Regions from separate parts of the Lactuca sativa genome. Here region 2 is linked to region 1. The links are chromatin contacts, called in public Hi-C maps. All regions are on one chromosome and are shown on one strand. The core of a region is the stretch at or near the end of the contact, and the rest is flanking DNA. Distances in the headings are between cores, read along the strand shown. Region 1 holds the start of LOC111898712 (protein NETWORKED 1A). Region 2 holds the start of LOC111895112 (eukaryotic translation initiation factor 3 subunit A).

Region 1 (4,905 bases), core at 764-3,263:
TAATCATATCGTTCCGCTAGTGCACGGTAAGCTCGGTAGAACTCTTCAACTAATTTCATCAGCTCTGGCCTCTTCTTGTAGTACATTTCTGCCCTCCTTGCAAATGAATCCGCATCTTCTTCGATCAGTTTGATCATCGATTTCACTTTTGTATCCATATCTGCAAAAAATGAAACAATTTGACTTTCTTTTTTTACAAGTGGGCCCCTCGTTTTCATAAAGAACACTTTATGCGAATATGAACCATTTTAAATGACTTCATCAGAAACAACGAGTTAATGATTATCAAGTATCTCATCAGAATCAAGAGCATCATGACCAAGGGTGGACCCTGGAATTCTTTTTGAAATGCAAAAAAAGATTAAAGATGAACTCTTTTTGTTTTATTTTAATGCATACCAAAAAAAAAAAAAAAAACTCTAATGCTGCTTCAGATTCCTAGATCCATGACCCCATTTAGGAATGTAAAAGGTCGATGAAATTCTATACCCCATCACAGGAGTCGTATTCAAAATCAAATGCACACGAGATCAAATATCCCACAAATATTGGATGCGTGTTGAAAGTAATTATCTAACTATTTAGAGATCAAATAATCAGTTTGATTATCGCTTATTTTATTAATCAATTATTTAAATAATCAGAATTTCCCAAATAATCAAACACCGCATTAAGAGTTCATTTCAAATAGTACCACTTTATTATATTTATCAGATCAGATTGTGGTTGTTCAATATCTGTCGGTGGAAAGGAATGCGATTCAAACAAGTACCAAAATTATCTTTCATTTACATAAGCAATCAATCAATCATTCATCAAAAATAGATAAAAACAAGAAATAAGATGACAAATCACTCCATACCTGTAAGATTCTCTTGAAGCCATTTTGAATTTTTAGGGCTAATATGGCTGTCCCACCACCAAGAATACAAACGCCTTGACTCTGAATTTATCATGCAGGCCATCACTCCAGCACGGAAGAAAAAGGCAGCTGATTTGGATCTTCAAATCCCAGGAAAGTAGATCAGGGCCACAATCAAATTTTTTTTTATCTTTTTTCTTTTTCACAAAAAGTAGGGCTACTTCGCACCTAAAAACGTCGGTTAATTAGTAAAGTTAGACAACCACAAAAAGTGGAATTAGGGTTATATCAACATCCGAGTAGATTACAATAATTACATTCTATAAATCAAGCAGAAATTGGGGGTTTATAAGGAAAAAGAAACTCCTCGATTGAGTTGTAACACTCGAGTAGCTGTGAAACCTCTTAATCTGAACACAATTACGTTAATTACACAATAGTCTCTCAGGTGGGTGTTTGAAACCATTAGGCAAGATATCGTTTTCAAGCCATCTAACCAAAAAAAAGTAGAAAAAAATAGTATGAAATTAATTGAGAAAATGGCAAAATCAGTCGAAATATTTCAACAATCTGATGGAAAGAAAGACAATTTATGCAAATGGGATGTTTTTTAAAGAAAAGATTCATATTTATTCTTTCAAAAACGTGTCGACGTGGGATGAAATGATGAAATCGAAAATTAAACCTAAATTAATTGAAATGGGGGAGACAAAAACATCAACAAAAAAACATTTAACCAAAACCCAGATGAGTTAGATTAGCATTACAAAGAAAGAAAATGAAGTAAAAATCCAAGAAGAAAAAACAAAATCTCGGTTCTCAAAACAGTAAGTGCTAAGGGGTATGAGAAATCAAGATTATCAAGCAACAAAGATCGATAAACTTACAGAAAAATGAAATCTTGCAAATGGGGTTCTGGATTCTGATCTGCAGTTGTAACCCTTCACCCCGTAGAACGGAATTTCCTCTGTCTCTCAACCCATTCGCTTCTCCCACTTTCTCTCTCTAAAAACTCTGACATTCAACGGTAGGTTTTCTTCTTTAATTGACTATTGGGTCATCTTGTTTCTAATTTTATTGCAGACATACAGTGTGAGAATGACTCATGGACTGTAAAAAGCAATAAGTGGGAAACGTGAAGGTTTCTACTAAATGTGTTAGTTTATTGGGGGGCTCGAATCTCGCACATAATAAATGGTAAAATACTCAAACTTAATGATTTTGTCCATTATAAGCATGTTTCTTCAAAATCATATTTCTTATCCCATCCCATCCATAAATATAATATAATTTTCTGTGTTTATAAAAGATATAACAAATATTATGAATATCCCGTCCATAAAAATCATACATTTTCTGTGTAAGTATATAATAAGATATAATAAATATTATTGACTACAAAAAGATATTGTATTGAATTCTTAAAAAAAAAAAAAATTAGAGTTACATAAAAATTGGTCCCTTGAGTGTTAGATAAGTTTACTTAAAGTCATAATGTGTTTGTTTGCTTAAACTTGCATTGATCGTACTTATGTTTCTTATTCCTAATGAAACGGTTCCTAGGTTAATGTCGGATGAACTATATCTTGTATGAAAAAGGTATTTCAACGATTTTAAGCACTTGCCTTTAAATGGTACTAATAAATTGCAGCACAATTAAATTGCACCTCAAACAAACCGACATATAGTTATGATATAAAGGCTAGCCCCATGCGAAAGAAACACATGTGGTGCACCTCAATGCCATAGATCGTCCCTACATTGATGAAACATATTAGGCCAAATGAGATGTTAAACTAACATATAGAAATGTAATTTACAAATGAAACTCCCAGAAAGCATACATAGTGCAATTGGGACTTTCATTTGTAAATATTCATATGGTAAATGGTTATAATATTCTTTACAAGCATAACTACTTAAAATAAATTTGTCATCTCAACTTAATGTACAAAGTGTATCGTGTTTATAAAACTTGTCATCATTCATATGTTGATCAAGAGAATATCAACAAAAGTTGCCCGACTCGTAATTTTATTATAGATGAATAGATAAATCCTATCTTTGGATTTGCCCACTAATTAGTCACATAGACAACATGGAAAGTTGAATTATAATGTCCTAATGCGATGAAAGTGATGTCTAAGAGCATCCATAATGGGGAGTTGAATGAGATGTCATGTCTATTTATCATTCAATGGATACAACTCTACCATTGTGAAATGTCACATTGACATTCAATGGATTTAAAGTTCAATGATCATTGAACTCTTCAATAAAAAAAATGAAAGTCTTTAAATCTTTAAATAAATATTTTTTTAATATGTTCTATTGAACTTGTAGACTTTAATACATTATGGGATAAAAATGAATAGAATTGTATGGAATAATGAATGATGATGTGACACTCCATTAAACTCTATAGAATTCAATGCATTATGGATGCCCTAAGGTACAACCTCTTAGCCTAATAAATCTATAAAGTTTTTTTAGTGTGTTTCTTTGTATTTATACTTTTCGCCCGTAATAATAAAACTTTAACCGTATTTTGTCTCAATTGTTCATTAGTTTACATGGTGTCAGGGTCATTTACGTTCATTCTTTATGATTGTTGGGGTCGACTTGTACGTAGGGATGTGGTATTCCGCGGGTTGAAAATTTTGGCGATTTTTGGTATGATTTTTTGATTCGTTATTATGTTTGGCGATTTTGGGCATAAATATTTAATGTGTTTTTGTCGTTCGTTCTAACAATTTTGGGTATGATTTTCTTATTATTTTATGTATTATGTTTGTTTTGATTAGTTTGATTTTGTCGATTTTAAGGGCTCTGATTGTTGCTATTTTTTCGTTCGTCTGTCATTAATATGATCGGTTATGATGGTTTCAGTAGTTTTGTTTGTTTATCGCATTTATTGTTGGTTTTCTAAATGATTTGTTTGACTGATATTGGCAATATGGCTCCTAGAAATGATTTGCGTTAGTCCATTAGTACCCAACTCAATAGCAAGAACTATGTCTACTATAGTTATGTTATGAAGAACTTTTTGTAGGGGAAAAATATGTAGGGAATTGTGTCAGATACAAAGGACAAACCAATGAATCAGAAGGCTGCAAATTATATAACCTTATTGGACTTGTGGGAGACCAATAACTCCAACATTATCACTTAGATTAGCAATTATGTAATTCGGTTTATTGTCACACAATTGGTAAAGTATGATATATCGAAGGAAGTATAGGATCACTTGGATAGATTGTATACATAGTCTAACTTTGCAAAACAGTATCAGTTATAGTTTGATATTCAATTCATCCAACAGAACAGTTTAAGTACTCAGGAGTTTTATTCATCTATGTATGATTTGTGGTATCATGTTAGGACATGAAAAGCTTGATTTGACATGCGGAATAATAAGAAAAAAATTGAGACGATGATTTAGGTGCTAAAAGACATTATCGATCATAGTGAGGAGTTGCAAAATGTATGATCTAGATATAGTTCTAAATAAATAACTATACTCATAACTCTCATTGATTACATCTCTCAAGCATACTATACAATGAATATGACAATCAATATTTATAAAGGTGCATGTACAAGTCTCTATCTTAATTCATGAGTTAAAAACTCACATGTTTAACTTGGTCTTTGTAACACCTCGTTTTTAGGATTTAAAGAAAATAAAGTATAAGCTTATATTTATAAAATTATAAGTAAAAATAAATTGGGTTTTAGCAAAAGTAGTCTATATAGAAGTTGTAGTTCACTCAGTGGCGATTTGTGGATATAATGAATGTCATAAACGAATTTCATATGAGAAAGTTACGACCATTTGAAGTTTTGACGAAAACCACAAACACACAACACGTAACTCATTGACGTTGTTTGTCAAAGGTTGGATGGTATGTCACATAGTGCGAGGCTGCTTCTGGGTGTGGCACATAGACCAGAGAGCGACGCATCCCATGTGTAACGTCTCAAAAACCATAGTAAAATTTTTCATTTTTAAAAGGCATTTTCTAGTCACCAAAACATTGTTT
Region 2 (4,905 bases), core at 1,584-4,083, 540 kb after region 1:
AAAAAAAAAAAAAACTCTAGAATTGGTAAAATAAACTACATCTTACCAGATCTGCAAGAAGAGATGACCTGGAAAGCTGCAGGAAAATGAAGCAAAATTAATATTAATAAGATGAGATAAATAAACAAAAGTAGAAAAATTCAGTAGAAAGGTTTTGTATAATACCACTTCTCTTGTCTCAAGCTTTGCATCAATGTTGAAGCCAATAAGATTATACATTCTGAGATTGCGTTCTTTGTCATGCTCAAGTTCCAAATGAGAAGCGGTTTTCAGGTGATCATATGGAGGAGCTGAAAGTGCAGCAAGCAAAACTGATGATGCAATCAGCTGCAGATCCTTCTGATTCAGATTCTTATTGAAGCTCTTTTGAAGTTGAAAAAGCTTAAACCATGCATATGCATGGTATAGATGGCTTGATGAAATCCAAAAGATCTCAGTCAACTTTGCATAGTAAATAGCCATCAGGGACGATTTCGGCATTTTTTTAACCATGCTTGTTAGCCCATAAATATCTTCCACAGAACGAAAAGCTTCCTGAAGATACAATCATACAACTTATTAAATTTAAACTACATGATTCTTTACTGTTGATAATAATATGGGCAATGTACTTATCTTTTACTTTATTATTTTATATTATTCTTTTAACAATAATAGCAACATGCCAACATACTTAAATCTTTTACCAACAATAGCAACATACATATATTTCACTACCAATAAAGGCAATGTACTTTATTTGTTATTTATAAACTATTATGGGTAAAAGAGTAAAAGGATGTTGCTATTGTAGGGAAAAGTTTTAAATATGTTCCTAAAGTATTATTTATATTATATATGCAACAGGGTTGCTATTATGAATATAGAAATATATGGATAAAACTATAGAGTAGATACCCTATATTGGTAAAATACTATTTAATAAAGTATGTTCCCATATAAATAGCATACACACCTGCCAGAGTTCCAATTCGGTTGCAACTTTCAATTGCTCAAACCTTGTGTCCAGGTAAAAATGTAGACTTTCAGGGGCAGTTAGGTCAGGTCTGTCCCTCTGGTCTCTGTACTTGTTGAGGTTTGCAAGATGATTCCTAATAATCTCACAAAGCCTACGAAACTCTGTTGTTCTTTTGTATTGCTTGCAGAATTGGAAGGCACGATGAGCAGTATCCTACATACAAAAAAATAAAAATTAATATAAGTTAAGAATTTAAAAAGCAAGATTCACATTATTAAAAATCAAAACTTACAGCATAAAGAGCCATCAACTTGGAATTGTTTCGGAGAATTTCAAGAACTGTCCTATATGTCTCCCATAAGAACTTAAACCATGGAGTCACAAGCTCCCTATCTGAACGATCCTTTCCCTTTTCACCACTGACATAGCTTAACATTAGGTCTTCTGGTCTTTTATCGGCTTCAAGGTCATCAACATCGAGAGCTTCCTCTAAAGCTTGTGCCTGGCTACGTGCCAGCTCAGCCCTTTTGGTTGAAAGATCCATGAAGTGCTTAATCACTTCTTCCAAAGAATTAACATTAACTTGCTGGCAGATTATGCGGTATTGGATGAGGCCATCTTTGGCAAATCTACCCCTCCTCATATCAACACAAAGCTCGATGTACTTGAACATAATCTTTTCATGTGTTTTCTGCCATGCCCTGTACCTTTTTGATGTAATAAGATCATGAAGAGCTTGCAATGCATCTTGCTTCTGACCAACATTTATCAATTCTGCAATCACATTTTAGCAAAAGTCGGTTAGTCACCATATACGCATACATTCTCAGATGTAAGGAGACAAACTACAAAGCATCAAAAACATTAAAGAGAATGAAAATAAGTCAGAAATGTTAAAGAGTCAGATTAAATCAGCAAGTAGCTACTCACCTTCCGCTCGTTTCAATGCATTCTCTGGTTTAGCAAAAGTCGCCATGGTCAATCACAGTGGTCTTCAACCTGCTGGGATGCAAACCAAACAATTATTTGTAGGTGTTAAATCTGCTTAGGAATAACTTGAAGTTTTGCACAGATAGAAGCACAAAGACACTTATGCTGTAGACATTCGCTTTGTTCTCTATTAACACACTCATTCGAGCAAGATAACAAAGAAAATAGTGATAAATCAATGTTCCCACTTCTAAGCATTGAAATGCTGAAACTGAAAAGCATATTTCACCAACAGACACATTTCTAGTCCAAGCATAGCATCAAACATGAATACATGTTTTAAAGAATTCAGAATATGGATAAATCATATATTTTCAAACAATTGTCCCCTATGTTAATTGAGAACCCGTTAAGTATGTTCACAGCCACAGGCAACATCCAGCAAAAAACATTGCCCTTTAGGCATTTAGATCAAGCGCAAAGAATATACAAGTAGAAAATTAAAACATAAAAAATATATATATTGCACCTAATCTCTCGCCCTTACTCCTCCATCGAACAGTCAATCTAGCCACAAACCGAAAGGAAAAAACAAAACCCTAATGTAACGCCAGCAGTTAGAGTAAAGAAATTAAATCATCAAATTGCTAACAAGAGATACACAAATAAATCAGTTGTCGATCTATGAATCTTATGCTGCACGTAATCTGTCGATAGATCTTGAACTAAACAAACAAAAACACATAAGAACAGAATAACGACCCTTGAAACAAATTGATGAAACGATGAATAACATACTGAGGCAATACCTTTATCGATTAGCGGAAAGTGTGTTTCCTCGGCTGTGCCTGTATTCCAGATATGTGCTGAAGCAAAAGAAGGAGAGTAGGGTTTCAAAGTTTTGGCGAGCTTTTATTTTATCAAAATGCGTGACTGGGGCCAACGCAGAAGGGGGTAGAAATTCATCGGCCTCAAAAGTGAAAAAGCCCACGAACACCTTTATTGGGCTTTACAAAGCTACAATATTGCAAACTTGATGGGCTTCAAATATCATCCAAACTTAAAAGGCATTTTCAATGTTACTACGAATAAGGGTTTTTTCTATGGCTAGTTAGGTTATAATATGTGTACAGCATGGTTCTGTAATGTAAAACAATATAACGATTACAAACATCGTAATCATTAATCATAAATTTGTAAACAGTTAAAAACTAAATTTACAAATAGTTAAGAAGGTACATCAATAGAATTGAAAATGAAAAACATGAAGTTAGTATATCGCACAAATAGTCCATGTCAAAAATATTACATGAATGGTCAGTTTACCAATTATATCCTTCCTAAATTCATAAAGAATAAAAAAGTAGGTTGCTATTAACTTGCATATTAATCAAAAGTAACAGTAAGGTTGAGTTATACCTCTAACCTCATAAAAAATGGTGTCACCTCGTGTCATGTCAACACCATTCCCCATCACTTACCTTAGAAAATTCTCACCACTCCACCATTCATTAAAGTTTTAATTTTTTAATTAAAAAAAAATGTTACCACCACCACTTTTCATAACACAACCTAAGCATAACACGTTGTAACGTAAAGGGGGGTGGGGGGGGGGGGGGGGGGGGGTCACTTGGGTTAAGTTTGTCCAATTCAGCATAACCCAAGCCACACAACAACATACATACTTTTAATATCATCATACTTTTAAAGTAGATTGTGATTTATTACGTATAAGTTCATCAGTCACAAGTAATGATCCAAGTTTTAAAATAATAACAAAAATGGTCCCGTTTACTGGAGTTTACAAAAATGGTCTCTGTTTTATAACGAATACTCTTTGTTTAATTTAAATTAATGGAAGCGTTTACCTAAGCATAATACATTGTAACATACATACATACTTTTAATATCATCATACTTTTAAAGTAGATTGTGATTTATTACATATAAGTTCATAGTCACACAACAACATACATATTTTTAATATCATCATACTTTTAAAGTAGATTGTGATTTATTACATATAAGTTCATCAGTCGCAAGTAATGGTCCAAGTTTTAAAATAATAACAAAAATGGTCCCGTTTACTGGAGTTTACAAAAATGGTCTCTGTTTTATAATGAATACTCTTTGTTTAATTGACATTAATGGTCCCGTTTACCTAAGCATAACACGCTATAACATAAAGGAGGGGTCACTTGGGTTAAGTTTATCCATTTCAGCATAACGTGTGGTGTGTTAGCACTACACCGCATGGCCTAAGTAATAAGATCATCCCCCCAAGCCACACGGCCACACAACAGCATACATACTTTTAATATCATCATACTTTTAAAGTAGATTGTGATTTATTACATATAAGTTCATCAGTCACAAGTAATGGTCCAAGTTTTAAAATAATAACAAAAATGGTACCGTTTACTGGAGTTTACAAAAATTGTCTCTGTTTTATAACGAATACTCTTTGTTTAATTTACATTAAAGGAAGATGCAGATAGTTTCGTTGGGAAATATTTCATATTTCAAATCACAAATGAAAAATACAGATCTGATCACAAGTGGTGAAGGTTTTGTGACTGAAGCTTTCTAGAAATCTAGATGGTAGGTACTAATGAATATTTTTTTGGTGAATAGTTGTCTTTTAAGAAGTTTGTCATCGAACAATCAATAACAATAATCATTACTATTAAGTATTAATATATATATATATATATATATATATATATATATATATATATATATATATATTATGTATAATGTTTATACATAATTTTAGTTTAAATTTAACACAAAAAATTCTTTATCAACGAGTTTGATTTAAAAAAAAACTTATATTTGATCCTATTTTTGAATAATTAAGATTTTAAGTTTATATGGTCTTATTAATCAAAACATTATCATCGGGTAAAGTACTTGATGTTATTATATGGGTCCGTTTATCAATTAAAATAAACTAAAAAAATAATTCCAGTAAAGTTTGTTACTAAGGTTTTATATGTGGACAAAAATATATATAG

What was found. Hi-C and Micro-C count contacts between places; a contact is called where the count stands out from the background.
Region 2: a Hi-C map of leaf shows a contact between it and region 1, with 6 times the contacts expected there. The contact joins the promoter of LOC111895112 here to the promoter of LOC111898712 in region 1. A contact is called at or near these places in 2 of 4 Hi-C or Micro-C datasets (both in leaf).

The regions. Positions count from the first base shown.
Region 1 is chr7:106,243,039-106,247,943 of Lsat_Salinas_v11, forward strand. LOC111898712 (protein NETWORKED 1A) reads right to left here and starts at 2,014. Exons shown (of 4, transcript XM_023894586.3): 1 at 1,750-2,014; 2 at 863-1,002; 3 at 1-160. The coding sequence starts at 965.
Region 2 is chr7:106,786,130-106,791,034 of Lsat_Salinas_v11, forward strand. It overlaps LOC111895112 (eukaryotic translation initiation factor 3 subunit A), which reads right to left and starts at 2,834. Exons shown (of 14, transcript XM_052765246.1): 1 at 2,698-2,834; 2 at 1,889-1,957; 3 at 1,251-1,732; 4 at 956-1,171; 5 at 166-534; 6 at 47-76. The coding sequence starts at 1,934.